Regions from separate parts of the Zea mays genome. Here all the other regions are linked to region 3. Evidence: chromatin contacts called from public Hi-C data. All regions are on one chromosome and are shown on one strand. Each heading gives the region's core, a stretch centred on a gene start, on an enhancer-like site or on the middle of the called end of the contact. The rest is flanking DNA. Distances are from core to core; before and after follow the strand shown. Region 1 has its middle 22 kb from the start of LOC100273707. Region 2 holds the start of LOC118472062. Region 3 holds the start of LOC100383950 (Abscisic acid receptor PYL2).

What was found. Hi-C and Micro-C count contacts between places; a contact is called where the count stands out from the background.
Region 1: a contact with region 3 is called in a Hi-C map of tassel, with 2.3 times the contacts expected there. The contact joins the enhancer-like site here to the promoter of LOC100383950 in region 3. A contact is called at or near these places in 4 of 25 Hi-C or Micro-C datasets (ear, leaf, root tip and 1 more).
Region 2: a contact with region 3 is called in a Hi-C map of leaf, with 4 times the contacts expected there. The contact joins the promoter of LOC118472062 here to the promoter of LOC100383950 in region 3. A contact is called at or near these places in 5 of 25 Hi-C or Micro-C datasets (ear, leaf, tassel and 1 more).

Annotation. Positions count from the first base shown.
Region 1 is chr5:155,549,730-155,554,534 of Zm-B73-REFERENCE-NAM-5.0, forward strand. No RefSeq gene overlaps it. Among protein-coding and RNA genes, the nearest start is that of LOC100273707, 22 kb to the right of the region's middle. Within about 2 kb of position 2,827, at least 17 of the 20 cell types and tissues checked have an H3K27ac peak or open chromatin away from gene starts, as enhancers often do. A contact at or near this core is called in ear, leaf and tassel, where this site is marked.
Region 2 is chr5:155,141,095-155,145,574 of Zm-B73-REFERENCE-NAM-5.0, forward strand. It overlaps LOC118472062, which reads left to right and starts at 2,548. Exons shown (of 2, transcript XM_035959151.1): 1 at 2,548-2,844; 2 at 3,357-3,793. The coding sequence starts at 2,567. The coding sequence ends at 3,675. It overlaps LOC103627072 (haloacid dehalogenase-like hydrolase family protein), which reads right to left. Exons shown (of 13, transcript XM_035959150.1): 12 at 4,368-4,480; 13 at 2,295-2,821.
Region 3 is chr5:155,387,344-155,391,635 of Zm-B73-REFERENCE-NAM-5.0, forward strand. LOC100383950 (Abscisic acid receptor PYL2) reads left to right here and starts at 1,960. Exons shown (of 1, transcript NM_001176567.2): 1 at 1,960-3,050. The coding sequence starts at 2,106. The coding sequence ends at 2,672.

The sequences.
Region 1 (4,805 bases), core at 1,577-4,076, 160 kb after region 3:
GGTAAACTTGTGTAACTTTATCAAGTTAGAGTTCTTAATCGTAAACATGACACTTATTCTCTTGTTATAGGGTTCTGGGACAGGTCCCCACAACCAAATGACGCCCCAATGATGTCGTAGGTATATGCTCCATAGATGTCGCCTCAGATGACTTCGCAGATGCCGCCTCAAATGCCAATGTTGATGTTGTTGCCATAGATGTTGTGGGGATATCCTCCTATGGGGCCATCACAAATGCCTTAGGGATATGCTCCATGGTCGACATAGCCACCTCCATCCCTAGAGTGGCAAGTTAAGTCCACTTTGAGCTTTAGTTAACTAAAATGTAGTAAATAAAGCTAAATCTATACGGTAACATATGGACCACATCTTTTGTAGGGTTCGAGTTCGGGTTCGTGTCCTACTTAGGACGACGCTACGAACTTCGTCGACCAGATCTTCAACCCGATCGACGACCCATATCAAGTTTGATGGACTTGTAGACTTTTTATGTGATGTTTGGACATGTTTATGCGATGTTTGGACTTGTGCCGTGTGGACTTATGGACTATTGTGTTTATGTGTGTGAACTTGTGTTTGAGACTTGTGTTTTGGACTATTGTGTGTATATATGTATGCATGTTTTAAATATAAACCCTGTTCTGGAGACATCCCATTCGAGGAGGGATCCAGAACAGGGTTTATATTTTAAAAATAATAATAATAATAATGTCGGCCAAGCCGACGTTCTTAAGTCCACAACATCTAAGAACATCGATGAATCGACGTTCTTCAAGCCATGTGGCAATGCCAGTGGTTGGCCTGGTGGCCATTTAAGAATGTCGGTCTTAATGGCTAACGTACTTAATGCCACGTGGCTCACCCATGGATCCCCGGTTAGGTGCCATGTGGCTCGTAGTTAAGAACGTTGTCCCCTTTGTACCGACGTTTTTATATGTTTAAGTATGTCAGGTTTTGCCTTGTCGACGTTATTGACTTAAGAACGTTGGCCCCGACATTCTTAGTTGTTTAAGGACATCAAATATTGTACATCGGCAAGCCGATGTTCTTAATCTAAGAATGTCGGTTCCCAGCCTCGACGTTTTTTCCTGGTTTTCCTGTAGTGGTGGGGGCATGATCCAATCTAATGCCCTTCTTTTTCTTATTGCTTCTCTTTGATTTTTATTTGTTGAAGCACACTGGGTCATTGTTAGAGCATTTATCATGAGCCATAATTGTCTTACCTTGAATTTTGCTCATGTATTTTTCTTGTTTCTTGTTTGCTCTAGGAACTTGTTTTTGCTTTTGACATGTCTCTTGACTCCACCAACTCCTTGACCGATCAAGGTGTGGGTGGCTGGCCACGTGGCACTCCCGAAGCCCCACCCATTGATCAGGGTCATCGCAGGGCATCTAGGACACTGGTGTGTTGGGACACCGGTAGGGTGGGGCCTCTCGGAGCTAAGGTGCACTAGGCCCCCATGCCTGCTCGGTGGTCGGTGGAGCGGTTGCCTGAAGGAGTCCACCTGGAGATCCGAAGACCATCCAAGGCGGTCTGAGGCCAGTAGTGGGGCCTCGGGAACATATGTAACCGTCGGGCGAAGAAGACCCCGGGGTCTGTATCCCTCCTAATGGTTTCCAGGGCCTCCAGCGGGAACCTCGAAACAAGTGGTAGCATCGAACCACACCAAAGGTAGGGGCAGGCTAGGCCCATGGTGCAACCAGACCCCGCCAACAGGATAGTGAGGGTTGTTGCAGAAGGAAGCCTCATGCAAGCTTACGTGGCAGGGGCCCTTTTGCGTTGCAGAGTTCTTGGCCATGTACTCTCGTTATCTCTTTAGAGGAGTCTTGTCGACCCGACCCGCCTCGAAGGCAAGACCCGTAGCCTGCCCTCTTCGTGTAGGGCTAGTTTTACTGTAGCGTCTCGGGCAATCATACCCAGAATGCTGACATGGGCTAGAGTAGTTTCCAGGCCCTGGGCCCTGGTCCGGTGGACAATGGTCTCTATATAGTGGGCCTAGAAGTTTGTCTCCTGCGTCAATATCTTTAACCTGAATTGTCGACAAAAAACAACAACGACAGATACCCATGCCCTCCTCCACCGTAACAGCATATTCAACGGAAACAATACTATGCTCTTTTTTTAAGGCAAAGTACTATATATTCATTTCGTTGTTATACAAACTAATTCTTAAAATCATCTTAAACCAAACTTATAAGGTCGAATAAATCCATAAAAGAGCGTGATTATTTATTATGTCAAATTAGAATCATAAACATGGTTGATTTTTTTATAATTCATTTATTTGGTTTGGTATCATTATAATTGCCTTTACAAATCTCGTTAAACATAAGATAACCCTGGAAACAAAAAAGTTAACTTAAGATGGATCTAATTCAGAAAATATTGTTGTCGGAAGTTTATACGTTTCCAGCTTCCTACAAAAGTTGTTGCACTGTTCGAAGCAGATTCACAGTGTCTGATCAACTGCTGGCTTGCCTTTTTTTATTTTCTTTTGAGAAAATTCTGATCAACTGCTGGTACCTGGACGTGTGTGTGTGTGTATATATATATATATATATATATATATATATATATATATATATATATATATATATATATATATATATATATATATATATATATATATATATATATATATATATATATATATATATATATATATATATATATATATATATATATATATATATATATATATATATATATATATATATGTTCATAACATAAGGTCGGAGGCGGGCTGTGCCGACACGTATGGGCTTGGGCCAGATGGGTATAGATTCGGCCCGCAGAACGGGGGGGCAGGCGGCGCAACGGGTTTCCCGCCGTGACCCGTCCGTCCCCCTGACGTGACGAGTCGAAGCGAGAGTCAAAGTGCTGAAGCACTGCACAGCAGCGCAACAGTGTGCGTGCTGTGTGTACACACGGGACAAGTCTCTGCGTCGTCTGCGTCACTGACAAGGAGGAGTATATTTGCTTGCAACAGCTACGTGACGAGCGAGGCGAGGTCAGGTATGCAGTGTGCTCCTGTCTGTCTCAGCCGCTAGCTAAGCTAGCAGCAGCCAGCAGCAACAGCTAAAAACCAGACCTGGCATGGGATTGTGCCGTCTGAAATCGATTCAGACGCCCCTGTGGGCTGTGGCCTGCCTGTCCCAGCTCAAAAGGGAAGAGGCCTCAGCCCCTCTTTTCTCTGCTGCAACTGCAAGCTGCGCTGCATGGTTCTGTATCCCGAGTGTGTGATGCTGATGCATGCAAGCGTGTAGTCAACATCCCTGGCTATGGCTTGCAGTTGCAGTCGTTTTATACCATGCATACTACCAGCAGCCTGTAGAATAGACCAACTACTCAAATACTTGTAGTGTCATGACTCATGAGAGGGTTTGCAATGGCATCTCTTGTCGCATTTTGTTAGCAGATGTTATATATGGGATAGGACAAGCAGAAGGGGCAGGTGAGATGACGACGTTCCAATTTCCAGTTCCATTGTTGTACATACCATTACCATTGGGGTACTGTGTGGTTCGCAAGAGGCCAGCCTAGGCACTCTTCTGTGTGCGACGATGTGTCCATCTCGAAACAACTGACGTCCGCCTCGCCGTCCCCCTCATCAGTCATCACCATCACCGCCCCTGCAGTACCTGAGGTTTGGACGCATGCACGCATGCACGGACACTGCCGCCATGCCCTGCAGCCTCTGCCATGAACTGTCAGCTCATCGCCGGGACGCAATACAATGCCCACAGCATGGACAAACTTGGTTTATGGCTGACGCTTTGGATCATTTGGCACCACAACAGCCAAGAACGAACACGGTTAGATTGATCTCATCCGAATCACCAAACTGAACTTCTCGTGTCTTAATCAAGAATGCAACAATCATCTTGGTTGTGGCTCTTATTTTTTTGCACCGTGTAAAACAAAAAAGGAAATAAGACCAATACGCGTCACTACCGGAAATCCGGCTCTTTACTGAGTGCTCGACGTTTTGCCGAGTGCATTTTGTCGGACACTCGACGAAATAACACTCTTGGCAACGACCACATTTACCGAGCATAAGACACTCGGCAAAGACAGACACTCAGCAACGACGACCACATTTACTGAGTGTCTGTCTTTGCCGAGTGTCAAACCCTCGGCGAACGACGACGCTTGACAAATAGCTGTCATCAACCGTCTATAGCTAACAACCGTTAACTTTGCCGAGCGTCAGACGTTATCACTCGGCAAAGAAGCTATTTTGTTGAGTGTCAGCAAACCATCATTTTGCGAGTGTCTTCTTTGACATACGACAAAGTATATTTTTTTCAAACAAATTTTTTGTGGTTTGTTTCTACACTATATAGATCTACATGTTCGATTTTGGCATAATTATAAAAATGTTTGCTATAACTATTAGATTTTGTCCGTTTAATTGAATTTTCTCAAATAATTCAGATTTGAATTGCAAGTCACTCGAAACATGAAAAACCGAGAATGCAAAATGATATTCATGTTATTCAAAAGTTGATTGAAATTTTCGAGCACCATGCTCACGAAACAAGATTCATTGGTAGCTCTTTACCCTGTGAAGAGTACAGACCTAATGAGACTCGATCTACTCTAGCGTGGTTAGTGAGGGAAAGTTTTGGCCACTGTGTTCCCAAAGCCACAGCCATCATACAATGACTACGACGTCGTGGACCGCTAGATTCATCCCTTCCCATAGCGACCTCTTCCAATGACTAGGGACTACGGTTATGGGCTAAGAGCAACTCTAACAGTTTGGGATAATTTGTTTGGCAAATTTTGGATTTTAGCAACT
Region 2 (4,480 bases), core at 1,298-3,797, 250 kb before region 3:
GCCTTCCAATATGAAGCAGTTTGAAGTGGTTTGGAAGACGGTTTTCAAAACAAGCTCTAGAAAAAAGCAGAGAAATATCTAGAAAATTTCTAAATCAGTTTTACTCGATGTATAAACATGTTTCCGAAATATACAATAATATGATGCGAATAGCATGGATGTAACGTACACTGATGCTAGCTGAATGATGGATCCATTCTACGCCATTTATGTTTGGTGGGCCTTAGAGTAACTCCAACAATATCTTAAACCTTTGGCTCAAATTAAAATATATGGTTCTACCCATGAAAAACTACTCCAACAATACTTATCTTATAAAATTTGGTCAAAAAATTATAGAACACCCTTTTAAGGGTCTCAAATATACTACTACATCCGTTCTCGAATATTTGTCATTTGTTAGTTTAGTTTTGAACTAAAACACGACAAATAGAAAATAACAGAGGGGCTGTAGTAGGTTGTCCTATAATCTAGATTTTTTGAGGTTTTACTGTTGCAACAGCGGAATATTTTAGAATATTTAGTTAAAGTTCTTTCTGTTGAGAAGTTCTCTCAAAAAATGGATGAGAGGAATGGTCGAGCAACCAAGGTCGATTTTAGAGGTCCATTGACCATTAAGCACAGTGAAAACCAGTGTCGAAATTCTGAATTATAAGCAATACCACTGTTATGGTCGCTAGATCGGTGACGGATTGGAGAGGGATATCGATGGGCAGGAACGTCGGCCGGAGGCCTGTACCCACGGCCGAGCAAAAAGAGTGTTTCTCCCTTCTAATTCTTAACTGATTTATATCTCATCCATTGATTACATAAATAGGTCGGCTGACTACCCCTATCTAGCTAGAGATCCTTATCTTCTTAAAACTCTCAACAAATTACTAACTGATAACTTTCCTAAATAATTTTAACTAATCTCTTAAATAGTCTCAACTAATTTTCTAATCTTATCTCTAACTATCATTATCTAATCTTCCTTGAAGAGCCTATGACTGCTGCTACCGTAGCCCCTCGGTGGGCCTAGTTAGGCTCTGACAACCAGTGCTCTGGAGCTGCAGGGAAGGCCGGAACAAGGCGACAAAAGGCATTCTCTTCCTACCTTCACCTTGTGCGAGTTGCTGAGGTGTCCATGCCTGTGCGCCTCCGTCGTTGCAAGCTTGCACGTAACGTTGCAAGTACAGTGAGGGTATCTCTTCATTCAGGTATTCAGGTAGTATTGGAGATGCGTTGCTGTGGCTAGTGTTTTCTGCAGAAAAAGTCTACTGCTTTATGCCTGGCAAATCATATGCAGTTATATATTTTAGAAATTCTACGTGGCTTAACCGTAACGTGAGAATCACTCTTTACACGGTAGCGTTCAGTGCTTGGCTCCAAAAGCACTATGCATACAGATGCATCACCCTTTACGCGTAACACACGTACGCAACTGGCAATTGTTTCCGTAAATTATAGTATTTTTTTTCTTTTTATAAATTATGTAATTTTCTTAGCTTCGGAAATTATGTAATTTTCATTTATGTTTTTATAAATTGTTTGTTTTATTTGTTTAATTATGGACTCATATGATTTTTTTATTTTAATAAAGCGTTGTGCTAAAGTCTGTAAAAAAAAGTTGATGTAACGACGTTGAAACTACTATAGACAAACGGTAAATGTTGTACCCTGAAACACTATGTTTGACGATGGTAGATAATGAAATCGACAGTACGGTCGGTAGACGTAGCTGATTCGATGATCGACAAGCATAGGCAATGACTGCTATACAAGCAGTCTTTTTTTCAAACGTGCAAGTAAACTATCTGATCCATTAGATTACGATCCAACCATAAATACAACCATGATTTGTTAGAGGTTTTTTATAAAAATTATTGAGCTGGTGGTGAAAGGGTTTAAGTGTTAAATATGATCTACGGTTGGATCACGATATAATAAATCAGATATTTGCTTGTACGCTTAGACTGTTTGTATAGCAGTCGTTGCCTAGTTAAAAAGATTCATGTGTGTGCATGATAAGGGAGTGTTGACGACGACCTGACTGAGATCCAGCCGATTGGCTCCACAAGTCTACCACACCACAATAAAGAAACTAATCTCACTCTTATTTAACATTATTAACACCCTAGGCATGAGCCCCAGGCTAACAGAAAGCACCTTCTTGCCGCCATAATCTACCTTATCCTTCCTAATCCGCTGGGATAACTCTCTTTTTCTTGGCCGGAGGTAACATGCTTGTCTGTCTCAGCCCGAAGGGCGTTGTTCCGCATGCTCCCCATCAGCTAAGTTATCATTGATTTATCCAAATAAGTGACAGATGTCCATTTCTTGCTTCATGTCAACAACGAAGAGACGGAGTTCATAAGTAATAAAATAGCACAAGAAATGAAGAAATATTAATGTACTAATCTATCAAGATCACATGGAGTAAGGGCAACTATCACTCGCTCTCCGGCCGTGAGTTCACAAAATTTCTCCGACTAAACAAGACGCTTATCCAACCACTTGGATAGCTCTCCCTTTTTCTCCTATATATATCCACATAAGCTGCGTCCCTTTGATGTCAAAACATTGAATGGCAGAGCCTTACAACTTAGCACCTCATGGAGTACCCTCGTGTCACAAGGAGATTTGCAATAAACCAGGTGACGAAAGCTCCGAGTCTTACAATTCCTTCTCGGGCGCGTCCAGTGGGTCCTTGTGCTCATCAGCTTCCAACGTGTCTGATGATGCAACTTCTTCCCCACCTGGCCATCGCTCTGAGCCATCCTCAGCATCTTCGAGCACGTTGCATCTGGACGCCGAGGGTCCCCTGTATGAGTTATCCTCGCTGCTAGATGAGCTTCCAATCAGGTGCATGTTTATAATCATTTACCTTGAAGAAAAGTCATAAAAGCTGTCCAATTTCTACAAATAAATCACAATGTGGCTTCACAATGTAGTTTTGTAACTTTTACATTCATGATGAAGGTAGAAAAAGATATAGCCTCAAAATTACAAATGCTTCAATAAGTTTTGCGATTTCTTTGCACTATTATCTTCTATTAAACCAGCAAGCTTCTGTCCCTACCATACAATGGAATGATCTGTTATTTGTTATAAAAAGCTTGCAAATTCACTTTCAGCTCAACAAAACTTGATACTGCTCTGTGATAACTAGTAGAGGTTCCCTTTTGCACAAGATCTATGATAAGCATGCAGCAGAGTTCAACTTCATATGTATATTTGCTGAAAGGAAAAAATACTGAGTGGATATATAACACAATGTCATGATTATAAAAGATGGATAGTCAACATTACTTCTATAAATTTCACTTCAGATGCAAAGCATTCCAACTCATGTTCAATTAACACGATTTCCACAGGAAAGGGCTGTCCAATTACTACCAAGGGAAGGCCCAATCATTCACGTCTATATCTGATGCTACAAGTGTTCAAGACCTTGCAAAGAAAGTTTCATACAGTAAGAGGATGAGAGCAAGCAAAAGCTATTCAGTAGGATTAGACATGAACCAACGGACAATCATTGTATCAAGGCCGTGCAACAAGATGATAGCAAAGAGGCCCTCAAATGGTTCATTTGCTAGAGTAATGCCAGGAACTAGCAACACCAGCAATTTGAACATCAGCACTAAATCATATGCCCACCAGAACAAGAGAGTTGCAACACATATTGATCTGTAACAAAGGGAAAACTAGGGTGACAAGCCTCCACTTTCCATTGACGAGCTGTGCTTCGTGTGTGCTTTATGCATGAAAATCTGAACAATATTTGTTTCTACAATCAACCTGATTTCTTATGTGCTTCATTTCATGATAAATAAAAAGATCGATCAATCAAATGGATGTAATGAGTAACGGTGAGTCATAATAAACAAAGCCCAACATGGCAGAAAATACAGTTATCGTCATCACAATGCATCCATTGAATTCCTGACCATAAATTATACTTCAGCATTAGTTTCATTCGAACAAATATCAACAACGTGGAGAAACCATTAACTCGTTTATTTAGCAACATTTATCAATGCTATGCTACACAAAACAAAACTACAAAAAAATCTATGTAGAGTTAAAAATGGTGTTGCAGATGACTTTGGACAAAAGCAAATGTCACATGGTAAGCTCCAGTTGCACAAGGATGTGGCCCATTCAATTCTCTTCACATGTATCTCAACAAAATGATCTGTTCAGAAGACGAACAAAAAATTCATGGTATTTGAAATTAAAGGCTAGTTTCCGCTGAAGTTACATACTTTGAATCTATGTACACATTACCTGAAGGAAATATCTAAGCTGACATTCACCACCCAATCCTTTTCGAAATATAAAAACACATGAATTGCCAACTAAAAGAGATGGTGCTACAAACATACAATTTTTGCAACCTTCAGAGCAATAGTTTTGTTCCTTTGGCGCGCCTACGATTCCACATTTTTTTCTTAAGAACGACCCAGTAATCATGTCAGTTGAATCATTTATTGCTTAG
Region 3 (4,292 bases), core at 710-3,209:
CGGTCGAAGTGCTCCGGCGAGCAATTGACGGCAGACACGCCACGCACACACCCTACCGCGGGGTCCTATAGATTCCAGGGGGTAAAGGGAGTCAACCAGAGGATTACTTACCCAAGGTTGGGGCATTGGTGGAGTTGCCCGCGTCACGCAGCGACCGCACGGCAGAGAGACAACCCCAGCAAGAAATTTCGCCCTCCCAGGTCGCTCAGCCGCCTGGGAATGTCTTCTGCAATGTGCCTTGGTGCCGCGGTGAAGTTCAGTGAGTCCCGCCCAGCTCAGTTCGACGGTTAGAGCTCGATTTCTCTCCTCCCTCTTCTCTCGTTCCGCAGGTGGGGCTCTTTTGTGCAGACACACGATGGATCCATTGGCCATGGGGGAAGCGGTAGGTCATATGGTCGAGAGGAGCCGGGATCCATGGGTTTGTTGCAACGGCATCCGCGGATTTGGCGGTGGCGAGCTCCCACCAGCACGCATGTCGGGGCCGTCACGGTGGTAGGCGAGGAAGAGGTCATACTGACCATTGGGGCCCGCACAACCGATCACAGATGAGCGCTTGACAGGGTGGCCCCACACGTCATCGAGAAGGGAAAATATCACGCACCCGCGGATGTGAGCTTGACACGCCGGGCCCACCGGATGGCGCAGTAGCCACGCTGGGCCGCACAAAGGAGGGAGTTAGTGGGCCAAATGTGAAGTCTGGGCCCAGTTAGGTTTTTTTTCTTTTTATTTTCCTTTCTTTTCTTTTCTCATTTTAGATTTCAAATTCCACTTCAAATTTTGTTGTAAGGTTCATACCTAGGTTAATTGTATAAATTCTAATCTCAGTATGGATGAATTATATTTATTTATATGTTTATTTTATTTATACCATATAGTGTTTTCTTCTCTTTTCTCAAATTCTAATATTTCCTTTTCTAATTCAAGGTTCTCACTTCAAATTCAATTCAAATTCCAACTCATGTTTTGAACTTCAACTTTTCAAGTGTCAAAATAATTACTAATATAAAATGTACTGTTTACAATATTATTTTTCCATTCTTTTCCTTATCATTTATTTATGGAAGGAGTAAATGTTACTTCAAACTTAAATGTTCATGTAAATAAAGGCTTATGGTGCATCCTTTAATTTAATGATATGCATAATTATTTAGTTGAATAGAAACTTTACTATTACTTTTTCTAAAATAATTCTTGGTTTTTACAATTCAGTCCTCAATTTTTAATACTCAAGTATAATTGGGGATATCTGAATTTACTATTTTATCTCTTCATATATTTATTTTATTATTATAAAAAAATATATACAGATTTTGGTCCTTACATAAATGAACTAATTCGTCGCACAATGCTGTACAAAGAGATCATAGGCTATAGTCCAGACAAGCGCCATCCTACACCAGGTCAAAAAAAAATGTATGCACGACTCCAAACAGTTTTCTTGGGATCCAATCTAAACAAAAGTCACACTTTTGGAGACTAGACAATTTTCCTAGGATCCAATCTAAACAGCGCTTGCAAGGAATCCAAAACCACTTTTCACGTTGACAAGCCAAAATTGCGAGAACTTATTGTTTCTCGTAGCTTTCTCACAAGTTTAATTTAATAAATTATTACAATACCGTTAATGAAACTGTTTTTTTTGCTGAATATTATATGTAGATAGAAGAGATTCAGCTCCGCTAGAAAAGGAGCCCGACTGAAATAAACCCAAGTTGACCCTTCAGAGCTAGCTAGATTGACATCGGACCCACTAGCTAGCTTCTTGCCTCGAGTGGCTCAACGAAAGAGAAGAGCTCAGCTCCCCCATGACCATGACCTGAGCAAAAATGGTCCCTCTCCGGCCCGGGTGAACGGACCAAATTAAAACCCAAACAAAGGCACCAACAACTGAAGAAGGCAGCCATAAAAAGGTGAGACACCTCCCAGCGTACAATCAATCAATCCTGCTGGCTGGGGTACCAATACCATACTGCCCCTGCTCCATTTGATGACCTGACCCTGACCCTGACCCTGACCCTACTATAATACAAGCGCAGCAGCCACTGAGTCCTGAGAGCGCGCAACAGCAGCTAAGCTAGCACTAGCAGGCGGCCGGGCAGGTCGGCATGGAGCCTCACATGGAGAGCGCGCTGCGGCAGGGCCTGTCGGAGGCGGAGCAGCGGGAGCTGGAGGGCGTGGTGCGCGCGCACCACACGTTCCCGGGGCGCGCGCCGGGGACGTGCACGTCGCTGGTGACGCAGCGCGTGGACGCGCCGCTGGCCGCCGTGTGGCCCATCGTGCGCGGCTTCGGCAGCCCGCAGCGGTACAAGCACTTCATCAAGTCGTGCGACCTCAAGGCCGGCGACGGCGCCACCGTGGGCAGCGTCCGCGAGGTCACCGTCGTCTCGGGCCTCCCGGCCTCCACCAGCACCGAGCGCCTCGAGATCCTCGACGACCACCGCCACATCCTCAGCTTCCGCGTCGTCGGCGGCGACCACCGCCTCCGCAACTACCGCTCCGTCACCTCCGTCACCGAGTTCCAGCCGGGCCCCTACTGCGTCGTCCTCGAGTCCTACGTCGTCGACGTCCCCGACGGCAACACCGAGGAGGACACGCGCATGTTCACCGACACCGTCGTCAAGCTCAACCTCCAGAAGCTCGCCGCCATCGCCACCTCTTCATCGGCCAATTAATTCCTCCTCCTCCCCCTCCGGTGCCGGTGGTGCCACGGATCATCGTCACTAGCTAGCGCGCGCTAATCCATTGCGTCCAAGGCATGCCCTGTTCGTTCCGTTGCTACTGCAAATTGCCTGCAATGGTGACGATGCTTCTTGCTTGCTTTTTCATCTCTCCATCCGTCCATCGTTTCTAGCTCTTTGGAACGAACAAGAAGCTAGCTAGCTAGCTAGAGAGAGAGAAAAAAAATGTTGTCCAACAGTTTGCTATAAACGACCTTTTCCTTTTATTTCATCGTAACTAATTCAGCCTTTCGGTATTGCAAATCTGCTGCGTCGGTGACATCGAAAGGGGTTGCAAGTTGGTGTTATTTTATATATATCCTGGTTTTCTTCTTCTTTGTAAATAAATATACACGTACGTCGTCTCTGCTGTTATCCTTATCCCTGCAGTGTCATAATACCGCGCGCGCCAGTCTATTTTGTGTTTTGTCAATCAAGTCCCGGTAGTTGGTACCCATACTTTTATGACATCTATTTCTTTGTTCGGTTCTTTTGTACTACTATACTCTTCTTCGATCAGGTTTCTTTGAGGAAAAAGAAAAAGGCAAAATAGATGGCGCGCGCGCACGCACACAGAGCGTGTTCATGTGCTTCAGCTGAGACTTTACCCTTTTTTTTTCTCATGTCAAGTATCCAAGAAAAATTGCTACGGGTACAAATGGCCAGGCCGGCACACGTCACGCTGGCGCTCACGGCATGTGTTGTTTCAACTTCTCTGGGCACAAGTTGTTACAAACTGTCAAACACTCAATTTTTCGACCAGCTTCTATAATATTTATTTTAGTCAAAACTGTCCAAAATCAATGTGAATATAGAATCGACCGAGTTATTACGATAGTAGAAAGCCGTCACTTTCTATATCATAAATCGTATGGACTCTTTTATCTTTCTCTACATGTAATCTTCACGATACTTAGATTTTCTTCACGACCAGATTCTTACCACATCCAGATTCTCAGAAAAGCTTATCGAAAAAGTTGAACCAAACAAGCACATGACTTGGTGTTGCAATGGACCCCAGGCGACCCAACGATTATCGTCGACCCCACGATTATCCAAGGTGCTTATGTGTGATATCCTGACCCTAGGAGATGGTGATATCCTGGTACCAGGCTTAATAGAATTAATAGAGTACTCATATAAACAAGGTGCATATTCTTTTTCGGAAGACTATATCGAATAAATCTCCAAGTTAAGCGTGTTTGGCTTAGAGCAATTTGGATGGGTGATCGACCGGGAAGTTTTCTCGGTTGCGCATGATTGAGGACAAAGTGTGCACAAAGACATGTGTTGGGTCTATGGGAACAATATATGATCCAAGAGAGCTGCCAGGAGTAAGTACCACCGGTTCAGAAGTGGACGGGGTGTTACATCATGGATGGAGGCAGCATACTCAACATCCTCTACTTAGCCGTGTATAACACCATGGGTCTCGGCCGAGACCGCTTCTGGCCGATGCGGGGCCATTTCATGGCGTCATGCCCGGAGGGCGAGTGACCCCTCTCGAACAGATCAACCTGCCAGTAACCTTCGGGACGCCAACCAAATTCAGGACTGAGACTCTAACATTCGAGG